Regions from separate parts of the Sus scrofa genome. Here all the other regions are linked to region 1. The links are chromatin contacts, called in public Hi-C maps. All regions are on one chromosome and are shown on one strand. Each heading gives the region's core, a stretch centred on a gene start, on an enhancer-like site or on the middle of the called end of the contact. The rest is flanking DNA. Distances are from core to core; before and after follow the strand shown.

The links. A called contact is a pair of places that touch in the nucleus more often than the background predicts.
Region 2: a Hi-C map of embryonic fibroblasts shows a contact between it and region 1, with 3 times the contacts expected there. The contact joins the enhancer-like site here to the promoter of PERP in region 1. A contact is called at or near these places in 1 of 5 promoter capture datasets (liver) and 4 of 47 Hi-C or Micro-C datasets (embryonic fibroblasts, epiblast stem cells, fetal skeletal muscle and 1 more).
Region 3: a contact with region 1 is called in a Hi-C map of liver, with 4 times the contacts expected there. The contact joins the enhancer-like site here to the promoter of PERP in region 1. A contact is called at or near these places in 6 of 47 Hi-C or Micro-C datasets (embryonic fibroblasts, epiblast stem cells, liver and 1 more).
Region 4: a Hi-C map of alveolar macrophages shows a contact between it and region 1, with 1.9 times the contacts expected there. The contact joins the promoter of HEBP2 here to the promoter of PERP in region 1. A contact is called at or near these places in 1 of 5 promoter capture datasets (liver) and 5 of 47 Hi-C or Micro-C datasets (alveolar macrophages, embryonic fibroblasts, epiblast stem cells and 2 more).

The regions. Positions count from the first base shown.
Region 1 is chr1:26,298,398-26,304,276 of Sscrofa11.1, reverse strand. It overlaps PERP (PERP, TP53 apoptosis effector), which reads right to left and starts at 3,023. Exons shown (of 3, transcript NM_001244825.1): 1 at 2,632-3,023. The coding sequence starts at 2,845.
Region 2 is chr1:25,832,662-25,838,540 of Sscrofa11.1, reverse strand. The region is part of intron 1 of NHSL1 (NHS-like protein 1); the gene reads right to left. Among named protein-coding and RNA genes, the nearest start is that of NHSL1, 170 kb to the right of the region's middle. Within about 2 kb of position 3,385, at least 28 of the 83 cell types and tissues checked have an H3K27ac peak or open chromatin away from gene starts, as enhancers often do. A contact at or near this core is called in embryonic fibroblasts, liver and subcutaneous adipose tissue, where this site is marked.
Region 3 is chr1:26,623,962-26,629,840 of Sscrofa11.1, reverse strand. No RefSeq gene overlaps it. Among named protein-coding and RNA genes, the nearest start is that of TNFAIP3, 140 kb to the right of the region's middle. Within about 2 kb of position 2,955, at least 16 of the 83 cell types and tissues checked have an H3K27ac peak or open chromatin away from gene starts, as enhancers often do. A contact at or near this core is called in embryonic fibroblasts, liver and omental adipose tissue, where this site is marked.
Region 4 is chr1:26,009,078-26,014,956 of Sscrofa11.1, reverse strand. It overlaps HEBP2 (heme-binding protein 2), which reads left to right and starts at 3,576. Exons shown (of 4, transcript XM_005659178.3): 1 at 3,576-4,093; 2 at 4,659-4,800; 3 at 5,784-5,879. The coding sequence starts at 3,992.

The sequences.
Region 1 (5,879 bases), core at 1,774-4,273:
TCGCCAGTACCTGCCAGGAGTAAACTACCTATGTCTTTGATACCAAAATGAACATATTAATATCATAAATATCAGGTAATAAAAGAGAGCAGAGCACTTTGTAATCAAAAGGTATACTTTCTTCATAGTTACAATGGTAAATCGCAAGGTTTATTTTCTAGTACATAGAGGAAGTTTTTAAAAAGTGGATATATACACTTAATTCTCTATATTGAGATATAATTTTAATTAGAGTCACACTTAATTCTCTATATTGAGATATAATTTTAATTAGAGTCATCCACCTTACTCCTTGTTGTGTCTGTATATACGTGGGAGTATGTGTCAACTGCTCTGAGATAAAGTATGACCTCATGTGAAGGTACTGTTTTCGGCAAGACCTAACTGAAGCTATCTGAAAATCTCAAGAGTTCAGAGACGCCTAGATAATCGTTCCATGGTGTAGGAACACACAATTTCTACACCTGTAGAGGCAAAAGTAGCCACGAGTCCAGGGCAGGAGACAGAGCAGAAGTGTAATAACCACTCCACCTCATCTCTGACTTTAAGAGCCTGGAATGGACCGCTGCTGCTGAGTTCATGGCCATTTTCTTCTTCCCACGGTCACCTAATGACAGTGACTGCGAGGTTCACGATCTGACTCTAGGGCTTGAGCAAAAGCCATGTCTAGCACATAATTCGCACTTGATTATCTTTGTAAAGGTCACAGGAATAACTAAATTGCAATGCAAAGGCCACCACCCATTTATGAAAATCAGAAAGGTAGTCCTAGATTCCTGGAGATTTACCTGGCAAACCAAACTTTGGAAAAGACTAATTTCTATATCAAACTGAAACATCAACTATATGCTGGATCCGTGTTTTCTTTACAATTAAAAAAAAAGTTAAGGCTTTAGACTCCTGTCTAATTAAAAAATTAAACTGAGAAAAAAAAACCTGCCTACTCCCTTCTATATACAAAGCACTCTATCAGCCTGAGGTTGGAAGAGCCACACCCTTGGAAGGTGAGTTCATCCTGCACCTCAAGAAAAATAGAAACTGCATTGTGTGTGTTTCCCAAGAGGGCTGTGGTCACAGCCAGAGCCTTGCAGGCCAGATCATGTCCCAGCAAAAGTGCTGATGGAGGTTCTGCCTGCATCCCTCTCCCCTCCGGCAGGGCACTAACCTTCCTAATTCATATGCTGAGGATCGCTAAATAGTCTTTGAATCTATATTATATTAGTCTTTGCAGTGAGATATGATTATCAAAGTCTGTTTAAAACCACACTTATTTTAAGCAGGCCTATGAAGTCCCATACAAGATACTGAACTCCAATGCATTTTAACCTGAAGATAGAAACAGTATTTCAAAGGAATTCCCTTCAAAAACCTAAAAGCCTTGGGGTAACACAAACCCTGTCATGCATGATGTTTGGGTTTTAAGAGAGGGAAAACAGACTTTAAGTAAACTAGGAATCCCATTTACTCCTTATACTTTGCCTCCTTTGGGGGGAAAATTCCTTGTGCGAACTTCCAAATAATTCCACAGTGGATAAAATAAAGCACCAAGCCCCCGGTACTGGGCCCCACAAATAGAGTTTGGTTCGAAGCCCTGGGCCACTTCCGGGGGTGAGGGGCAAGTCAAAAGGTCCTAGCAGAGAAAGGAAGAAAGCAAGGTCCCCTTCTTTGTCGGTTCAACACTGTTAAACTCAGGTGGTAAGGCCCCATTCAGCAGTAGGGGGCTTCAAGCTTCCGATTACGGCTCTTCCTTAAACTACCCCCCGCCCCAACCCCACCCCCACCCCCACACGTCGCGAATCACTATGGACCCCCCAGCTGTTCTTCCCAACCCCCAGGGAGCAGGAGGTGGCCACAGACCAGAGCAAGCTCCTCTCCAGCCACTTCTACTAACAACTTAGGCACTGAGGCTTCCTCCACGCTGGAAAAATAACACTCTGCAACAGATCAAATTTATCAACTCTGCTTCATTTCGCTGGCGTAGAAGCTACGTTTGCTTTTTAGATTTTCAAATCAGATTACAATAAAGTTTTCTAAACAGCAAGGCCGGGTTTCAACCAAAAAGACACTCCCTAATGAGAACTACCCTGAGGCGTTAAACACTGCATAACTGCTGAAATTATCACTGCTAAAACTTTAACCGAAAAGGCTTTTTCAAAGGACGAGCAGCTTTCTCTTAGTTCAAGTTAAACGAATATTATAGCAATATTAGGGAAGGTACGCGTTTTGAATACTTAAATTTTAATGATGAAAAAAGAACCAGAGGAGGCTGAATGGGAAGAAATTTCAGTAGATCTCCAAGAAAAGTATACTTTGTTCATTACGTCTACTCAAACTCTTTTCAAATGGCTGAAATCTTTTTTTTTTTCCTCTGTACCCACAAATCCTACGAAAAAAACATAGTTTGAACAAGGGCTGTTTTCTTCCAGTGTCGAGCCTTGATCACTCAAGGCTTTATTTTGTTCGGGTCGGATGATGAACCTAAACTCTAAAGAGATTTCTGTCGAATCGGCCATGAACCCGACTCTGTTTAGTCCCTTCTCCTGGGGCGGCTTTCGCAGGCCGCGCACTCCTAAGGCGCTGGCGCTTCCCCAGCGGCAGCCAGGAGGACTTCCCGGAGGCGGCGGCACTCACCGTAATCCATGAGACTCTGGCAGCCTTCCTCGTAGGACCCGCTGCCGCCGCCCTCCTGAGAACACTTCCACCACAGCGAGGACGTCTGGACATGGTCGCTTGACTGCAGCCAGCCGCGGCCGGCCAGCGCGATAATGTCGAAGGCAATGGCGCTGAGCAGCAGCAGGGGCAGGATCCACCTGCAGCGCTCGCAGGCCAGGCCGCAGCGCAGCATCTCGACGGTGGTGGCGCGGAGGAGAGGAACGCGCGTGGCTCGGATGCAGGCAGAGAGTGGCCCCGGAGCGCGGGGAGCGCGACAAAAGGGAAGAAGCCGCGGGGAGGCGGCTCCGGGAGGACGCGACTCCCGGCTGGCCGCGGGGGCGCGGCGCCGGCCCCACCTAGATTCCGGTGACTCAGAGCGCGCCGCCCCGACCTGCCCGGCCGGCCCAGGCGCGCGCGGGGGAGGCGGGGCCGGGCTCGGGTTACACCGGGTGGGTGAGTTAACCCTGCCCTGGAGCTGCGGGGAGCTAAGGCCAGCGGCCGCACAGCCTCGTTTTCCCCTTACTTGTGTCCTTTTCCCACCCAACGCTTTTCTTCTCAGCGCTTCAACGTGTACACATTTTAATCTGAGCCATATCAGCTAAACACTTAATCCCAAAAGTGGAATCATGGTCTGATTTTCAACTGTACTGTATTTAAGTTTCGAGCCCTTTGAGATGGGTATTCAAATTGCACCTGGGTCATTGCCGCACTCCTTTTGGATGCGTGTACCGAACCCGGGAGCGGGTCCCTGACCCTCCCCGGCAGAGGTGGGCACTTCCTGCTGGGCTCCACCTTTGTACCTTGTACCTTGGCTGCTTCAGACTCGTAACTGTTTACATCCCCGCCTTCCCTACTGTGTTGCCAGCCCTTTGACAGAAAGACCATGTTTTATTTATCAGCATATTCCTGCTGCCTAGCACCGTGTCTGGGTCTTAAGGAGGACGCAATAAGCACTTTATGCGTGAACACGCTGAAATTAACAAACGGTCATTTTGATCTTGGAAGTGCTTCTTCCCCAGATAAATTCACGTCCTGTCTGCGGCAGTCCCTACCACAGATCTCTACCTATTTAAGCCCACTTCATCTGCCTTTTTCATTTACTACTTTGAGGTTTCTCCAAATAAAAACCATATGTTAGCATGCAGCCCGCACCTAAAGTCCCGCTTGCAGTGTCCTGGCCCTGCTGTTGTCACTGCCATGAATCCTCAGGTGTGGCAGGGTGGGTGGGGTGGCAGCCGGGAGTGGCACTGAGGAAGAAACAAGTTCTCAGTGTCTGCACCACGGCCTTGGGAGAATCATAAAGAACATTCAGTGAGGGTCATATCTTACCTTGTACCTCCAAGGATTTACTCTGAATCACTCACTTTTTCTTTCTTTTTTTTTTATTGCAGATTTAAAATATTAGTTTTAGTGATTCAATACTTTTATAGCTGTTACTCCATTAAAAGTTATTATAAAACATTGGCAATATTCCCTGTGCTGTGCAATGTATGTAGCTTATTTATTTGACACATAGAAGTTTGTGCCTCTTAACTCCTTGCAGGGAGTATGTATCCCTGTCTTGCCCCTCCCTGCTTCCCTCTCCTTAGTGGTAGGTAACCCCTAGTTTGTTCTCTATGTCAGTGAGTCTGTTTCTGTTTTGTTATATTTATTTATTTATTTATGTTAATTTCACATATGTTATAGTATATAATATTTCTCTGCCTTATTTTGCTAAGCATGATAACCTGCAAGTTCATCCAAGTTGTTACAAATGGCAAAATCCATTGCCATTGGTATATATATTGTGTGATATATAGATACATATATATATCGATATATATATATATATCGCATCTTCTTTATCCATTCGTCTATTGTTTCCACATCTTGACTATTGTTAATTATGCTGCTATGAATATTGGGTGCATGTTTCTTTTCAAATTATGTTTTCATTTTCCTTGGATATAGTCCTAGGAGTGGAATTGCTGGATCATATGATAGTTCTATCTTAAGTTTTTTGAAAGGAACATCCAAACCGTTTTCTATAGTGGCTACACCAATCTACATTCTCACCAACAGTGTAGGAAGGTTCCCTTTTCTCCACATCCTTGCCAACATTTGTTATTTGTGGTCTTTTTGATGATAGCCCTTCTGACAGGTATGAGGAAATATTTCTTTGTGGGTTTGATTTGTGTTTCTCAAATGTATCTCTTCCTTTTCCCGTTAATTTAATAGGAAAGACGTGGGAGGAATTCCCTTCATGGCTCAATGATAAACAAACCCGACTGGGAACCATGAGGATGCCATTCAATCCCTGGCCTGCTCAGTGGGTTAAGGATCTGTCGTTGCTGTGGCTGTGGTGTAGGCCAGCAGCTACAGCTCAGATTTGACCCCTAGCCTGGGAACTTCCACATGCAGCGGGTGCGGCCTTAAAAAAAAAAAAGGAAAGAAGTGGGAAATACTTAGCAGTGTTTAAAATTTAGTCCCCTGTATTTCAGTTTGGTATTCTTAACAGAAACAGAATACTATTTTGGGTCTGAAGCCACTAGAAGTAATTTCCCCAGCTTTCATTTTACATAAACCAAATTTGCATATTTCTATTAAGGGCAAATATTTTCACTTTCAAAATAGCACAAGAGAGTAGTCTGCTGAGAGTTAACTGCACATGGTGTAGACTGTGTAAAGAAAATACTCTCGAGGTTTTCAAAAGTAGTGAAAAATATTTAATTAGCTGTATAATATTTGAGAGGAAAAATCAAATTCTTACAAATTAAAGTGCTGATCTTGGGCAAAACGGTTTCAGACAAATTGAGAGTTTCAGGGGTGTCACTATCTCTGAATAATTTAGGAGTAGATATAACTTCTTTCTCTTGTTTCAGTAGAGTTGAGGAAGAGAGCTCATTAATGCTGAAGTAAAAGCAAAGAAAGTAGCTCTTCAGAATTTCTGGAAGAGACCCAAACCAACCTTGGCTGAGTTCCTCGCACATGATTCCCCACCAATGGAACCAGATAGCTCTGCTTCACATCTTTCACACTGGCCGGGTGACCTTGGGCCCCTTAACTTCTTTATGCCTCACTTTCCTCATCTATAAAATGGATAGTGCTCGCCCCACTATGTTGTAATGAGTATTAAGGGCTAATGCACGTAAAATGCTCAGGATAATGCCTGCAGAGATAAAGCCACAAAAAAAGCGTCATCGAGGATGAGGAAGGTTTTCACATACGTTTTCCACTTTAATAAGATT
Region 2 (5,879 bases), core at 2,136-4,635, 470 kb after region 1:
TTTCTCCCCCACCCCCAAGATAAGCTGGAACAGATATTTGGAGCTGGATTCCAATCTTGATTTCAGCTCATACTTAATGACAATGTCATCAATTGCAAGCCTCTCTGAACCTGGTTCCCCACTGAAAACAATAATACCGCCACCTAGTGGGGTTAGGAGTCAAGCACTAAGCACTGTAGGAGGCCCCCCATATGTATAAGGAAATAATCATTGTCAGGAATATCTTTTTGTGGAGAATTTGCAAAAGATAATCAGAAAAAAATAGGTAAGAGGCTACTAATACGAGTTTATCAAAAACACAAACACCATAGTTTAGGCAGCAGGAAAAAAAGGGGGATAAAATTACAGAAAACTTCAAATATGATTTAACTTGAAAGCTGCCATTTGAAAATATTTGGGGGTCTTTTTTGTGCAATTATTTCATGAAAATTAATGTATCCTCATGGCCATAATAAAGGCAAAGAGAATTACTCATGACCCTTAAAATACTGTGCTAGCCCCCCCAAAAAACATTAAATAAGCCGGATTATCACTTTTAAAGAATACATAGGTAGTTTCTAACAGACATAGCATTGACATTTCAATGTACCTGACAATCTAGCCCACATGAAAGAAAATCATTAAATGAAAATAATAGAACACAAGATTATTTTTCTTTTCTTTTTCTTTTTTTGCTTTTTGCTTCTTAGGGCTGTACCTGTGGTATATGGAGGCTAGGAGTCGAATCAGAGCTGCAATGCTGACCACATCCACAGCAACTTAGATCTAAGCCTCGTCTGTGACCTACACCCACAGCTCACTGGATCCCCAACCCACTGAGCAAGGCCAGGGATCGAACCCACATCCTCAGGGATACTGGCTGGATTCATTACCTCTGAGCCACAACAGGAACTCCAAGATTGCTTTATACAATAGTGACTACGCAAAAAAAACATGTAGCAAGAACTTGGAGGGTGTCAGGTATGCAGGATGCTATTTCTTAATGAAAATGTCTGTGGATATATTTCAGTAGGGTGTTCTAAATATATTTTTAAAACATGGTGAGGCACATTGAACAGGGTAGCTAGGGGCTATTTTACAGCTTTTTAAAAGAAATCCTGACAGATCAAAGCTTTTGTCTGTAGATAATAATGAACCTTTATCTGAGAGTATCACATATGCATCATTCTATGTGCCAAATGCCACAGCCTCAGGAAACCAGCTGCCCGCAGCCTTGTAAATCAAAGTTTATTCGCTTCCTCATTTTCTGTCATGAACTCCCTAGTCATACGCTGTCACAGCAATTCACTTCACATTTTAAAAATAAAGGTTTGTTTCATGGAGCCTTGATGAGTCCCATCTGAAAACCATTAAAAACATCCACACCCACTTCCACACAAACCAGAAAATCCGTAGAATTCAGACTCATTAAGTCTGGAAGCTGGAAATGATCCTAGCAACAAATAATTTACACTTCCCATTATGGACAGAAAGAAAGTAGAGAGGTCTGGTGATCTGGCCACTGTCATTCGAAGCAGTCAACTGGGCACTGCTGGGACCAGAACCCTGGTTTCCTATTCCCTCTGGGTTCTCCCTGCTTCACCACGCCTCGGGTCTGGCTCTGAAGTTAGTGAATCCCCCTTGATACTCTCCAAGCCTGTCAGTGAGTCATGTTTCCGTTTCCACACGCTGTTCCAAGTGGCCTTTAGGAGCACAGAGTTCATTCATTCACCGTAACTCGTACAGAGAGGACCGGCACACTCAGCAGTTTTGACTCACACGCCACCTTCAAATCGGTGAAGCCAATGGCCAACTAAATCTAAAAAGAAAAAGAAATCTAACTCTTGGCACTTAAAATACTTCCTTTCAACCTACTGTAAAACAACAGCCTATTTAGGAGATGAAAAGTGAGTCACTGCTTTCATCCAGCAGACAGGCTCCCCAGGCACAAACTCATGCACATTATAACATTATACTTCATGGGGCCTTTTAAATATTTACTTGTTAGCAGTATTCTTCCTTTCAGGTCAAAGATTATAGTACTTAGCAACACAAAGAAAGCAGAGGGATATAGTTATGAATTAGTAAACTGCTTTGCCAAGCCTTCCATTTGTTAATTCAGTCCAACTTCAAAGAGGAGTTTAAAAAGAGGTTCAGCTGTCAGAAATTAACCCTCAGAAAATTACTGAATCAAAAAGTGACTTGGCCAGTCTTTCCCAAACTGCTGTTAAGGAAAGAAATGCTCAGTTGTAGGTACAGAAGCATAAAGCCTCTTCCTATGCAAGTAAGTTTGCTCAACTCAAAGTTTCGAGATGTATGTGTATGTGAGAGAGAACCACAGGATTTTCCCAGCCTTTGATATGCTAATGAACGAAGTACATTTCCAAGGATGGGGTAAGAGGGGATTTCAGTTTATTTGATCATTTTTATTATCTGAAGGGGGGCAGTAGGGATTAAAATTTGAGAAAACACCCTGCCCTGGTTCTTCCTTTCCAGCAACAGAGTGGAGAAAGGGCTTTTCTAATAGCACCATATATTCTTCTTCTTCAGTGGCATAGACTCTGATTCACAGCTATTTCAGGAGAAGGTCAAAGTCTGTCAAGTCAGAGGGGAATGGGGAGGAGGAGCCCATACAGAGCTAAATCCCTGAGAGCTTAATTTCTCCTGGCCCCCAGCGTGGCCAGTTCCTTTGGGCTTCCAAAATCGAAACGGCCCTCTGGCTCTCAGTGAAAACAGCCTCGTTACCTGTTCCTGCGGCCTGACTCCAAGTGGCCGTGCACTTTCCCTGAACTCTTTGATGTGCCTGCTCAAGTCTGTTTCAATGGGCTTTCACCATGGCTGTACATCAGAATCACCTAGGGAGCTTTTAACTCTACAGATGTACGGGCTCAATGCCAGGTCTACAGAATCCAACATGATTCCCAAAGAGCAGCAGCCGGAGCCGAAAACCACTGTTCTGCTTCCTACAAAGTTGAAGTCGATAGGCAAAGGACTGATGGTGCATGGACCGAACACTGAGCACACTGACATTAATAAGTGAAGGGCTTCATAGCAAGATTTTCATCAGTCCCCAAGTTTACAAATCGACGGCATTCACAGGTGGCCTTTTTTCTTTTCTGGGCTATTTTCACAAAGAAATAAACAGGTGTTACTTTGAGAGGAGTAGGTGCTTAAAACAAAGCCATCCAGGAGCAGAAGGCTGTGGCTGGTTCACATGAGTGAAGTCCCTGCTCCCCACACAGCCCACCCAAGACACGACCCTAACTGGGGACTCATTTCATCACATGTCTTGAACCTTTGGAGACCACCTGAGAAAGTCAGTACCAGGAGTGTTCGCTAAGCTAAAGCCAAGACTACTGTGTGCTACACAGCACAGCAAATCCACCTCTAGAGGGAGCTTCATAAGTGGCTCCATCACTGACATGAGACAGAAAGTGACTGTGAAAACCAGTTTTCTTCCAAAAGCATGTTCACTCAGCCTACCTAACACACGGAGTCTCTAAGCAGAGTATGAAAGAAAAGGGAATAGACCTAAGAAGGGGCAAGCAAGTTAAAATTAAAGGTATCTGTCTATCATTCTGTATTTTAAAGGACCAACTAACTTTAATATAATAGGGGATCCTGGAAACGAATATAAAAAGAATGTTTCCTTGCAGAACTTCCTTAATCAGCAGAAAAGGTTGATACACACATTCAATGGGTAGAAATAGTCCAGCACAAAGAGAGTTGAGAAATAGTTAGGAAACAAAAACCATGAGTCCTGATAGACATGACATAAAAGAAAATGAGGGGTCCAGAGGCTGCCAAGGCTCCGGGCTGCCGCTCCATCTTTGATATGCACCTGCTGCAGAATGTGTAACTGACAAAGGTAGTGCCAAGATAGCCCATCTTTCTCCTCATTTTTAATAGCAAGACGGCATTTCCGGCTCTCTTCTCTCTTTAACACTGCCTTCTTTACAACCCTAAGAAGAAAAAAAAAATTTTAAAAAGGCCATAAACTTCTCTTTGAAAGATTAAACCAAACATAGTACCTCTTCCTTTGCAGCTCTCATGCAAAGCCAATTCTCTGGCAAAGATCTCAACATCTTCAGGTATTCCAGGGTCAGTCTAACGTAGGCAAGAGAAAAGGACCTAGGAGTCAGAATCTATCTATGCTGCCTGACCAGTGGAGTCATCAGCCTGGATAAGTTGTTGAAACTCTCTGGGCATCAAAACTATACAACGAACAGATTAAATTACCACGCCGAGGGCCCCCCAGCTCTAAGCCTAGAGTGCCCCAATATGCCAGCATTGACTCTACTTTGCAGTTCCAGACAAACAATACTACATCTCAACTACTGTTAAACTACAACGGGAGGCCTCTGGGGTCATGTGGAAACAATTTCTTAAACGAAAGCATTTTCATCAAATACATGAGAAGCACTTAATAAATCTAAAAACAGACTAAAAGGATTGTGTGGACAACTCAAAGCAGGAGTTTGATGGCTAAGTGGATTGCTAAACTATCATGACATACCTCAAAGCCAGTGAAGACACAGAACAGTGTTTCACTTGTTAACGTTTTAGATTATTGAGGTGATACACTTGGCAAAATATCCAAGGTTCTTGAAACAATCTGCAGCACCACAAAAGGACACCCCAAAGACTCTGCTGCAATTAATTTAGCAAAGCTGCTTTAATAAGGTTGTGTACATTTTCAGGTTTACACCCATTTCCCATCTAGATCCAATGGAGGTGGGGGCAGGGGAGACAGACATCCACGGACAGACTCTCAGAGCTTCAGTGAAATGAGATAACCCTTTAAAACAGTTTCCAGAGGTGGCAGCAGCAGCAAATTACTCCTACCTTGCATGAGTTAAGCTCAATCCAAAGACATCTCTCAAGGAAAGTTTCAAGTGCACAGGATTCCTACCTTGCAATCAAAAGTTAAGACCTGGAGTTCCGATTGTGGCTCAGAGGGTTGAGAACCTGACACAATGTCCCTGAGGACTCAGGTTTGATCCCTGGCCTCGCCCAGTGGGTTTAGGATCTGGGGTTGCCACAAGCTGCACCATATGTGGCATATGTGGCTCGGATCTGACATGGCTGTGGCTGTGGAGTAGGCCGACAACTGCAGTTCTGTTCAACCCCTAGCCCAGGAACTTCCATACGCCATAGGTATGGCCATAAAAAGAAAAAAAAAAAAAAAAATTAAGCCCTCCCAATATCAAGTACAACACAAAAACCTAACATGTCATACTTTCAGCAGGTCCTAGGTAATGACATTCCTTTTTCATGTTCTTTTAGTATTAACATTGGCCCTCTTGCTTCCTTTAGTGGCAGCTTCATTTAAGACGGCCCAGAAATAAACATTATGATCCATTAAAGTACAAAAAGAAGGACAAACCAACTCTCCATGAAACTGTTCAACAAGCAGAAGACATCTGCAGGTTAAAAGGCAGCTAAGCATATGCACTCCCCTGTATGCATGTTATCTTCCAACTACAAGTTCAAAATAAACCAATAAAATGTAACACGGTTCTCTTGTGCAGCATAAGCCTTGTACCAATTTGACAAAGTTAACACTTAAATAGAAGGTTATCTATTAGGCTTTCCACCAGGTCATCTTGGGTTAAAAATAAGATAACGAAGAGCAATACAGATTTGAAATCCAAAGCCAAGGGAAAATGGACATCATTTCTAATAATGTGAAAAATCTAATGTAACAATTACATTAAGATTCCCTATTAGTTTTCCAACTCTAGATAAACAAAACAGTGTTTGTTTTTTATTGAGCTAGTGAATCATTGATTGAGTACCTAAAATCTTCTATGTAGACCTTTATCTCCTACTTTTCCTGCTTTAAATGGAAATGAAATAATACATCGAATTAACAAGGTTTTTTTTAAATTAATTTATTT
Region 3 (5,879 bases), core at 1,706-4,205, 330 kb before region 1:
CACCTTGGGAGTCAGGGCTTCAACACATGAATTTGCAGGGGACACAGTTCAGTCCCTAACAGCTTATGGAAAGAAATTTAGGTAAGAAGGCAGGTAAGACCATCAATGAAATGTTAGAGGCTGAAAATACCACAGCGTGGCTCAGAGCCATGGACCATAGGAATGGAAAAGAAGCAAGGAGTAACAGGAGGGGGGAAAAAATCATTAGGTTTTAGTAACTGAAAGAATTCAAGGAAAGTTCTGACAGCTTCACTTAAAGCCTGGGGATTAGGGAACAAAGCCACAGTTAACAGGAAAATGAAGATATGGAGCAAGAGCTTCTTTGGGCACATATGATGGTTTGGGGGTCTCTTCAATCTGAGATGCTATGGGGTTATCCAGGTGTACCTGGAGGACCATTCATTCATCTTCCCTTAACCTAAGACTACCTAAAACACCTTTTAGCAAGAAGTTGTTGATACTGAGTGTTTTTGGAAAGTTATCACACCCTCCCCTTGAGACGGTTTTTCTCATTTGTGAGACATTCATCAGGTTCTCCACTATCTAACCAACCACAAATGTCAGGAGATACACCAAATTCTCTTATTCTGATTGGTGGGGATGATTCTGACACCACAGAATCCTCTAAGAAGTATTTGGTGGATATTCATTAATGCATGCCCCCAAATGATAAATAATAGTAATTATCAACCAGTCACAAGATGCAGTTCTAGGCAGCAGGGGTTTAAAGATATCTAAAAAAGGCTAACTCTGGGCTGCACTGGAGTAAGCATAATAATTCTAAAAGTGCTTACTCTCTTTCCCATCTAAGCTTTCACTTTCTTCAGTTTTCTTTAACTGTCAGAAAATGAGATAGCATTCTGAGAAGGAACTAGGTACGCCATAGGAAAGTTCTAGAGGAGGCTGGTGGAGGAGACCGGCCATGTGACAGTATGTGTGGAAGTCGATTTGACAGCCGCACCCGGTAGAAGCAGGTTCTCTAAGAAGCAGCCTGGGGATTGCAGTGCAAGCACCGCATACATCTACAGTATCTGCATCTCGTGTTTGCTTTGCTTATGAAGACCATATACTCCTGCACCAGGGTAAGGTTCACCCCAGCCAGCCTCTTTAGTTTAATCATTGCAAAAAGAACAAGTCAGAGCAAAAGACCTCCGGGATCCTTCTAGATGTTTCCTAGGATTCATCGTTGCTTATAAACTAACCTCTTCAAAATACCCTTTAACTCAATGCTGTGAATTCCAGACATCTTTAATGATACCTTCTGTCCTTTGTAGCCTATAAGACTATTTAGGGAAACTCTACTTTCCCTCCGTTGGCTGTGGGATTTCCACTCCTGCATATGCACTGCTTTTAAGTAAAATAACCCTAGCCTGGAGCCTTTTGACTATCTCTGTTTTATAATCAACAAATATTTATTGCCCCTGCATGGCATGCATGACCTTGGGCCAGGGGCTACAAGTTAAACAAAAATATTGCCCTTAAATATTCAAACTAGCAAAGGACAAAAAACACAGTGATAGAACAGGTCGTCAAGCTCTGGATTTAGACAGACCCCAGAGTAGAATTTCAATTTCTCCATCTTTAGGCAAGTTACTTCAGTTCTTCTAAGTTCCCATCTTTTCCTCCACAAATAGTCCTGATGATAATAATATCTGCCTCCTAGGCTTCTAGTGCGGATTACTTCAACAATTATAAATGACAGTACCTGACACATAGAAAGTGCTTAATGCAATTTAGTCCTCTTATTTTTGCTATTATCTTTATTTCCATAGGGAAGAGGATATGTAGACTTTTCCTTCTAAACTCTCTTTTCCCCTGGCTTTTTTTTTTTTTTTTTTCACTCTTCCTTATCACTGCAAAGCGTTCTCTAGTTTTGTTTTAAGAGCAGAAAGATGCTGTGCCAAAGACCTGATATTTGAGCAGAATCTTAACCACAGGTGAACAGGCACCATGGGAGATTATGCTGTGTCTTGATTTAGTCAGGTTTTGTCCAGTTTTCAACCTCTCATTCCTGACCTTTGAGAATCATTTGTTGTAGAAAAGAATCAAGAACACCCTTAGGCAGCCGATAATCATTCTCAAGGCCTTCTCTCAATAAATATTTATTCTGCATCCCTGTGTGCCAGGCCCTGAGTCAGCGCTGGGGACAGAGCAGTAGACATGGCAGCCTCAGGCTCTGACCTCATGGAATACACAGCCCAGCAGATGGCAAACAAACACACCAGGACAAGCAGAGCCCTGGAAGCCAATGGAGTGGGGCTCAGCCTAGGCTGTAGGGCCTCACCATGACCTTCCACCAGGGACCGCAGAGGGAGTATCATGGGCAGGGTGACAACTCTCGGATGCCCAAACTGGAGACACAGGGTGAAATGAATAATTGAAAGCTTCAGATCTAAGCAAGGGATTAAGCAGTAGGAAAGTGAAGTCTAATAATATCATTGGTTTTAAGTTGTAAAAGAATTGCAAAAAAAAGTGGGCCAAGGGACAGTTTTAACCTCTAAACTATTTTCTGGCCAGACATGTTAGTTCACAACAAGTCATCTGATGATGAAGGGGTGATTGCTGACATTTTCTGTACCCTCCCCCAATTCTCAGGGTGACACTTCTCAGGAAACCACCAATAGAGAGTAAATCATGGATTTGGACTCAAAATAAGGTAGTACCATCGGAGAGCGCCAACTCCATCAACTGGATGAAGGTTGGAGGCACTCCAGATCTGCTTAGGTGGCAAGGCTGAGCCAGGCTCCATGAGACTGGAAGGGCTAATGGTCATGAGGGCCTGCAGCAATTCTATGTAAAAATAACATCCAGCTCCCCAGACATTTGGCAAGGCTCTGATTGCCGTCCCTTGAGAGTCAGGAAGTCGTGACTGTCAAATCAGAGCTGAGCGTGGCTGTGGCGGGGGTGGAGGCCGAGGACTGGTATTAGGACTGCCCTCCCCCTGGAGTGAGTCAGGTTCTGGGTCAGAGTCCACCTGTCCTCAGAATCAGCCTGTCACACTTGACTCACTCCCTGATGGTGAAAGCCACCCCCAGCCGCAACTTGAAAATGTCCCAAATGGTGGGTAAAGCAAACCTCCAAGCATTTCAGAATGGGCAAAGCTGGGAGTCCAGGCAGTAGGAAAAAAAAAAAAAAAAAGACCTCCTTTTTTTTTTTTTTTTTTTTTTTTTTTCTCGTTAGGGCCACACCTGCTGCATATGGAGGTTCCCAGGCTAGGGGGTCAAATCTGAGGTACAGCTGCTGGCCTACACCACAGCCACAGCCATAGCCACAACAACAGGATCGGAGCCACGTCTGCAACCTACACCACAGTTCCTGGCAATGCCAGATCCTTAACCCACTGAGTGAAGCCAGGGATCAAACCTGCAACCTCATGGTTCCTAGTCAGATTCATTTCCACTGCACCATCATGAAAACTCCAAGACCTGCTTTTTTTGTTTGTTTGTTTTTGTTTTTGTTTTTGAGCCTCTTTTCTGGGTCTAGCAGAGTTCAAAATTCCGCTTGAACTACCTGGTAACCATTATGCTAACTGGTTAACTTGAGGACTGTCTTGCCCAGCAGGGAATGAGGGAAGAGCTAGAAAAATAAGTCTACTTGGGGGGCTTAGATAAGAATTCAGAAACTGAGACCAAGGGAAAGGCCCAGCTGTGTGAACAGGTGCCCTCAAAAGAGGTTAACAGTTTTAAGAATCACCTGGACTTAGGGGCCACTTTAAGAGATTCAAGACAAAAGAGAGTGGAGAGAAGGGCAAAGAGGGGGCTTGGGAAATGACGGGGGGAGTAAGAGATGGGTTTGAGTTTCAGCTTCCAGGTCTATTTTGGAAAAAGAGAGTGTTGCTCTCCTCACCAGCTGCTGCACACCTGCCAGGCTGGAAAGAAGGCTCCGGTGGCTTCCATGCTGCTTGATCCATGACTCCTAGGGTTAGCAACTGTGGTCAGCAAGAAAGCTGGAAGGAGATGGGATGGGCAGGCAGGTTGTAAAGGCATCATGGTCAAGGGCAGTTGTTTACTGGAAAGGAAACACTGATTGCCATGCAAGACAAGTATTTCTGCAGAAAAATTAGAATGATCTCAGGCTTTTGGAGAAAAATGTACTTTCATTTTCACCAATGAACGTTCTCTCTCCCAAGCTCCAAACAAATATCGCTCCCTTTCCCGTCCAGGGACCAGCAACAGACAGCACAGCAAATCTGCACTCTTTGTGGTTAGTGAGAAAGGAAGTGAAGGACTCTGGGGTCATATATGAGGTGCAGCTATATTCAGAGAGCTAGCAGGGATGCTCTGAGGTCCCTGTATTCCTCCTCATTGCCCAAGGAGTGCGCTAAGCAGCAGAGTGGGGGCTGGAGACAGTAGCCAAAACATCATAGGGTTTAAGTTCTAATACCAGCTCTGCCAGCTGCTGATTTATGAGGTTTGGGGCAACACATCTGCTCTCTCGCAGCCTCCTTGCCTGTATCCCTAAAATGAGGGGGTTGTTTTATGATGCTGAGGAATGTTAGGATCAGATAAGATGATAAGAAATCCCATTCCTCCCCCAGATTCCTGTACACCTCAGCCAGAAACCAGACAGTCACAGGAGACACCTTACTCCCTGGTTTCTCACCTCCTACTGTTTCTGCTCGCACCCCCCCCCCCATCTCTCTTGAATTCATCCCTTCCTGGATCTCCCAATTGCCCCTGCCTGAAGTTAGGCTCTAGTGCTCCCTCACCTGGATGCCCCAATTCTGGTGTCCACTTTTACCCTCCATTGATGCATCGGCTCCATCCACTCCCACCAACCATTAAATAGCTTCCAAAAAGGAAGCCGTCTGTCTTTTCTCTCTGCAGCATCAGTGTCAAGCACAACAATGTGGAATAGGCTCCCCTCAGAATGTTTGATAAAGAGATAACTAGGTAGAGGAATAAATCATTGGACATAGATGCAAACACTTTTTTTTTTTTTTTTACAAGAAATGAATGTGAGCTAGTGTTTACTATAGATCTGGCACCATGCTACTGGGCTAGGTACTAAGGGCATAGAGATGTATTAGATATTCTCCAACATTCAATTCACCTAGTGAACAAGGTGGACTGTTCTACTCAAGGTTCTCCAGAGAAACAGAACTCGGAGGAAGTGTTTTTATATAAAGAGAGGTTTGTTTGCTTTTCTTTATATAGCTACACCTGCAGCATATGGAAGTTCCCAGACTATGGGCAAACGCGAGCTGCAGCTGCCAGCCTACACCGCAGCCACAGCAACTCCAGATCCTTAACCCACTGAACAAGGCCAGGGATCGACCTCTATCCTCACGGACACTAAGTCATGTTCTTAAATCACTGAGCCATAATGGAAACTCCTGGCCTAACATTTTGACACCAAAGCCTAGCCAAGTTGATACATTAAAGCCAAGGTGTACATAGGTACATCAAATACATAGGTAATCAATGACGGCATGATGTATTCTATCGTATGGCTGCAAGGTGAGCTAGGTCTTAACTTTCATGAGAAATTTCTCTGTACACATCAACGTTTCAGTTAATATTTGTTCATCACTCTCTCTGCATATGTCATGTACTCCACTGGGGGCCTCTATCTGTATGTCATTTAATCCTCACAGCAACTTGTGATATGGGTATTGTCTTCATCTTTTAAATGTGAAAGGGGTCATAGTAACCTGCATGAAGTTCTAAGCTGATGTAAAGTGGAGCCAAGATTTGAGTAAAGACCTTTCCCCTCCAATTCCAGTGATCTTACTACTACGTTATGATGCCTTTAACAAACACCTAACTTTCCTCCAAGAGGAACTTAATTTTTGCCAGGAATTTGGCCCTACAGTGAGATTTTCATAACAAGCATCTTCTACATATAAGGATGTGAGTGAGTCTTCCCAGCTCATTTCG
Region 4 (5,879 bases), core at 2,327-4,826, 290 kb after region 1:
CTTGGAGGCCACGCTGCACCATCACATATATGTAAAGCTTAAACAAAATATCTTCAAAATGTCACATAAATGCTTGTTAAATATGAGCTAATAGAAGGAAAAAAATTCTTAAGAAAATTATTTTGCCATGAGTGTAAATCTTGAGGTTTCTGAATTTCATTGAGTTTGTTTTGATATTCTATTAGTTTGAAATAAATCCTTTTCTTTCCTGCCTTCTGTTCTTTTATATGATTAATTAGCACCCTGTAAATATAGATGATTCAGCTTAGTCACCTGCTGTTATCTTCATTAATTGTATGTTCCACATCCTATAAAATGAATGTCTCCAAATTTAGCTTCACTTTTACTACAAATAAAATGCTCCTCCCCTCAAAAGGCATTGATAACTACAAAAGGTACACTACAGATGAAAAGAAAAACAGATTTCTTAAGCCATAATGTAAATAACTTCCTTTTCCCCTTAAAAAAAAAAAAAACCTTCTGTGAAGTAAAATTATATTCTCAACTTGGCAAAGTTACCTAAGCAAGGGATCACATCTGTTACATAAGTTAAAATAAACAGGCTATTTTTACAAAGTCAGAATTTATTATTTAGCCTTCACTAAATAATTCAAATTTAGCTCAGCACGGTAATAGATTTGCTATAAACATTAGAAAATGTCAAGTATCTGCAGGCCACTGCACACCTGTTTGGTCCTGGAAGGGAAAGGAAAAGAGAAGACATCAATTGCTTTAAAAGTTCTAAGTCTGGGAGTTCCCGTCGTGGCGCAGTGGTTAACGAACCCGACTAGGAACCATGAGGTTGCGGGTTCGATCCCTGCCCTTGTTCAGTGGGTTAACGATCCGGCGTTGCCGTGAGCTGTGGTATAGGTTGCAGACGCAGCTCGGATCCCGCGTTGCTGTGGCTCTGGCACAGGCTGGTGGCTACAGCTCCGATTCAACCCCTAGCCTGGGAACCTCCATATGCCGCGGGAGTGGCCCAAGAAATAGCAACAACAACAACAACAAAAAAAAAAAAAAAAAAAAAAGAAGAAGAAGAAAAGAAAAAAAAGAAAAAAGTTCTAAGTCTGGAGTTCCCGTTGGCTCAATGGTTAAGGAATCAATGGTTAAGGAATCCAACTAGGAACCATGAGGTTGCAGGTTCGATCCCTGGCCTTGCCCAGTGGGTTAAGGATCTGGCATTGCTGTGAGCTGTGGTGCAGGTCGCAGATGTGGCTCGGATCCCGAGTTGCTGTGGCTGTGGTGTAGGCCAGCAGCTGTAGTTCCAATTCGACCCCTACCCTGGGAACCTCCATATGCTGCTGGTGTGGCCCCAGAAAAGACCAAAAAAAATTAAAAAATAAAAGCCCTAGGTCCATTCAACAGGATATTCTTTGGCAATGAAAAGGAATGAAGTAATGATACATGCTATAATATGGAGGATGCCTGGAAATAAAATAAGCCAGTCACCAAAGTCACATATAACTCCATTTAAATGAAATGTCCAGAATTGGCAAATCCATAGAGACAGAAAGTGAATTAGTGATTGCCAGGGGCTGGGAGGTTGGAAGTTACTGCTAAATTGTACAAGGCTTCTTTGTGGACTGATGGAATGCTCCAGAATTAGATGGTGATGATGGTTGTATAAATATTCATTTAGGGAGTATACTAAAAAAGCAATGAGTTGTACTTTAAAATGGACGTTTATCTTATGTGATTACACATCAAAACAAAAACTTTTTAAAGCATTAGTCACACCCACTGGAGTAGCTATAATAAAAAAGCCAGATAATAAGTGTTGGGAAGAACGTGGAGAAACAGAATGCTCATACCCCACTAGTGAAAACCTAAAATTGTGCAGCCACTTTAAAAAACAGTCTGGGTTGGGAGTTCTTTTGTGGCACAGTCCATTAGGGATCTGGCATTGTCACTGAGTGGTTTGGGTCACCACTGCTGTGGTGCAGATTTGATCCCTGGCCCAGGAACTTCCACATGCCACAAGCATGGCAAAAAAAATAAAAATAAAATAAAATAACTCAAAAATTAAAAAAAAAAAAGAAGCCTGGCAATTACTCAGAAAATGAAACATGGAGTTTGCATTTGACCCAGCAATTCCATGCCTAGGTATTTACCCAAGAGAAATGAAAACATATGTCTGCACAAAAACCTGTACAAGAATGTGTATAGCAGCATTGCTGTTTACAGTAGTCAAAAGTTTGAAATAATCCAAATGTCCACCAAATGATGAATGAATCAATAAAATGTTTCTCTAACTGAATATTTTTCAGCCATTAAAAGGAATAAAGTACCTACTCATGCTACGTGAATGAACCTTGAAAACGTTTTGCCATAAAGCATTCCATTTGCTATGGTCTGCATGTTTGTGTGCCACCAAATTCATATGTTGAAATCCTGAAACCTAGTGTGATGCCATTAGGAAGCAGGGCCTTTGGAAGCGATTAGGTCATGAGGGTGGACAGCTCATGAGTGGATGTGTGCCCTTATAAAAGAGACCAGAGCGGAGTTTCTGCTGTGTGCAGTGGGTTAAGGATCTGGCATTGCTGCAGCTGTGGCATAGGTCATAGCCGTGACTCAGATTCAATCCCTGGCCCAGGGAACTTCCCTGTGCTGCAAAAAAAAAAAAGAGAGAGAGAGACCAGAGAAAAGCTCCCTTGCCCCTTCCATATGAGGGTAGCAGGAAGAGGGCCCTCATCTGCCCTCTTGTTGGCACCCTCATCTCAGACTTCCAGCTTCCAGAACCGTGAGAAATAAACTTCTGTTGCTTATAAGCTACCCGGTCTGAAGATTTTTTGTTATAGCAGCCCCAGTGTAGTCAGCCACTGTATGATCCCATTTATAGGGAAGGTTGAAAATAGGAACAAAGAGCAGATTAGCCAGTTGCCTAGGACTGGGGGATGGAGAATTGAAGAGTGATGGCTAAAGGGGTTTCAATAGGGTTTCTGGGGGGGGAGGGGTTGGAGGGATGATGATGGTGTCCTAAAATTCATTGTACTGATGGTTGCACAACTATGAATATACACTAAAAACCATTGAATGGTATACCGTGTATGAGTGAATTACATGACATATGAATGTTTTTCAATAATTGTCTTACAAAAACTTTTACCATCACTGGCCACCTCTTCCTGTTCCCTCTCTTCTTCTCTCTCTCCCTCCCCACCTTCCTCACCTGGTAGGTCTGGCAGGATGACTCAGGGGTTTGGAGGGCATTTCAGGGTGGGGAGGTGGGAAAGGACAAGAAACCAGGATAGTTGAAAATTTTCTCCAAGTGTGACTGTGGCCCCACCCACTTCTTTCCCCTAGGATCCCTGACGGCTGTTGGGGACCGAAGCAGCTGTCTAGGTGCGAGTGGGGTCACTCGCCCCTGGCTGGATCCCGGGATCCAACCCTCGCAGGGAGCCCTCCACACACAGGGGTGCAGACTGGGACAGCCAAGGTCAGAGTCTGAAGAAGTGTACTCCCACCCCAGCCCCACTTCCTGCCAACTTCGCTGAGGTCACTCATGAGGATGGGCCTCGATCACATGCCTCCCAAGGAGTGGACCCGGCAGCAGAACCGGCTCCCCGCGCGGGTGGGGTTGCGGGAGAGGTTCCTGGACCGGTTACACCAGAAACCCCATCAACCAGCTGCTTTGTCCGCCTCCGCCCCCGGCTCCCACAGTGGACGCCTTTTTAAAACAAGTGCGGGGCGGGAAGGACCCCCAAAGAAAGCCGGGCAAGACGGATCCTACCATCCTGTCTCAGAGGGAACGCATACCAGAGTGGCCAGCTGGAGCTGCCCGGGGTCGGGATCGCGGTCGCAGCGCCCCCTCCCGGCCCAGGCCTGGCAGTGTCCCACGGACACGGGGATCCCGCACTGCGGGGAGGGGGGCCGCGCCTCTGCAGGGCGGGGACTGGGGGACACGCAGGCGGGGCGGCCCGGAGTGGCCCAGGCGCGGCCTCTGTCCCGGCGCAGCTCACCAGGCTCTTCTCCTGGAGTGTCGGCGCCGCCCATGGCCGAAGTGCTGGATCCGGACCCCAGGACAGCCGAGTGCTCGGAGGCCCCGGCAGTGGAGACGCCGGGCTGGGAGGCCCCGGAGGACACTGGCCCCCAGGTAGGCTCCGTCGCGGAGCGCGGAGGATGCCGGCCGGACCGCGGGGAGGAGAGCGCGCGGCCGTCCTCTGGCTGATTTGCGATGAGGCCGGAAGGTCCCGTAGAGTTATTTAAGTAAAAACTATAGTTTTTAGAATGATATGAGTCCCATCCCTGCACAAACGGGAAAATGCGTCGGTGAGCCATGACCTAGGTACTGGCTACAATTCAATTTCTTTTCTTTGAGGTTTAAACAAACAAACAAACAAACAAAAATCGATCTTGTCCCAGAACCCGCGGTGGGACCTCTGGTCGGAGATGGCAGAACAGCGGCCTGTTTTAACCTGAGCTGAGCCGACTCCCCGCTCCCCTGCAGGTGGGGCGAGGCCTCCTGTATCTCCAACTGGGGAGTGCGGGGGAGGGGCCGTGCCCGGAGCTAAGAAGCCAGAACCTCAGGCGGGACCCCAGGGGCACAGCCCCTGGGCGGGCCGTCCCAGGTGGACCCGGGATTAAGGCACCTGTACTGTTGCATCTCACGCTGTACCTTCTTAGACTGGCTTCCGCAACTTTTTCCTGTTCCATCTTAGCCCGGAAGTTATGAGATCCGCCACTATGGACCGGCCAAGTGGGTCAGCACTTCAGTGGAGTCTACGGACTGGGATTCAGCCATCCAGACTGGCTTTACCCGGCTGAATAGCTACATTCAAGGCAAAAACGAGAAGGGTGAAGGCAATTTACCTTGTAATTATATATACTATATTGTGGTTCGGTCCTCTGGCTCATTGAGTTTTCGTTTATTAAAGAAGTATCTTTTAGAATGGAAAAATAACCAGATCATCACTTAATGGTTGAAGACAAGGACTCTTAGCAGCCTCTAGAGGAGAGCAGTACTCAGCAGTGCTTTTCTGCCCCTGTTCTCCTTGTCCTTGATTCTGCTGGCTCAACTGGGCCTCTGTGTAACTCAACTTAAGGCCTTTGCATGCTAATGCTTTGAGATGATTTGGTGACTGGTAGGGTAAGAGACATCAGGAGGTAGGAAGGTATAGGAACACAAGACTCAGAGTCTCAAGATACATCTTCTGGTCTGGTTCTGAGGCTGTTTATATTTTAACAGGTCACTTAGTGAATGGGTCCTCAGTTTCTGAATTGTAAAAATAATGATCTGGTCTAAGTGATCTCTCATTTTCCCTTCTATCCCTAAGACTATGGAATTTATTAATGAAAAATATTAATAGTACAGAAAGTGTTCAGTGTGGCCAGTGGGTAGTTGTCATTTTGGCCTTTTTTTTTTTTTTAAGATGAAAATTATCTTAAAAGTATTTGTGGCAACAGAATAAAGTAAATCAAGAAACTCCGATTAAAAAATAATAAATATTGGGAGTTCCCGTCGTGGCTCAGTGGTTAAGGAATCCGACTAGGAACCATGAGGTTGCGGGTTCCATCCCTGGCCTCGCTCAGTGGGTTAAGGATCTGGCATTGCCGTGAGCTGTGGTGTAGGTTGCAGACTCGGCTCAGATCCCAAGTTGCTGTGGCTCTGGCGTAGGCCTGCAGCTGTAGCTGTAATTAGACCCCCAGCCTGGGAGCCTCCATATGCCTCGGGTGCCGCCCTAGAAAAGGCAAAAAAAAAAAAAATTAGGTGAAGATTTTAAATGTAGTCTAAATCTGCTTTCACAGTGTCCTTTGCATTTCAATCTATATGTTTTGTGGCACAGAGATGAAAATCAAGATGACAGCTCCAGTGACAAGCTACGTGGAGCCGGGTTCAGGTCCTTTTAGCGAGTCTACCATTACCATTTCCCTGTATATCC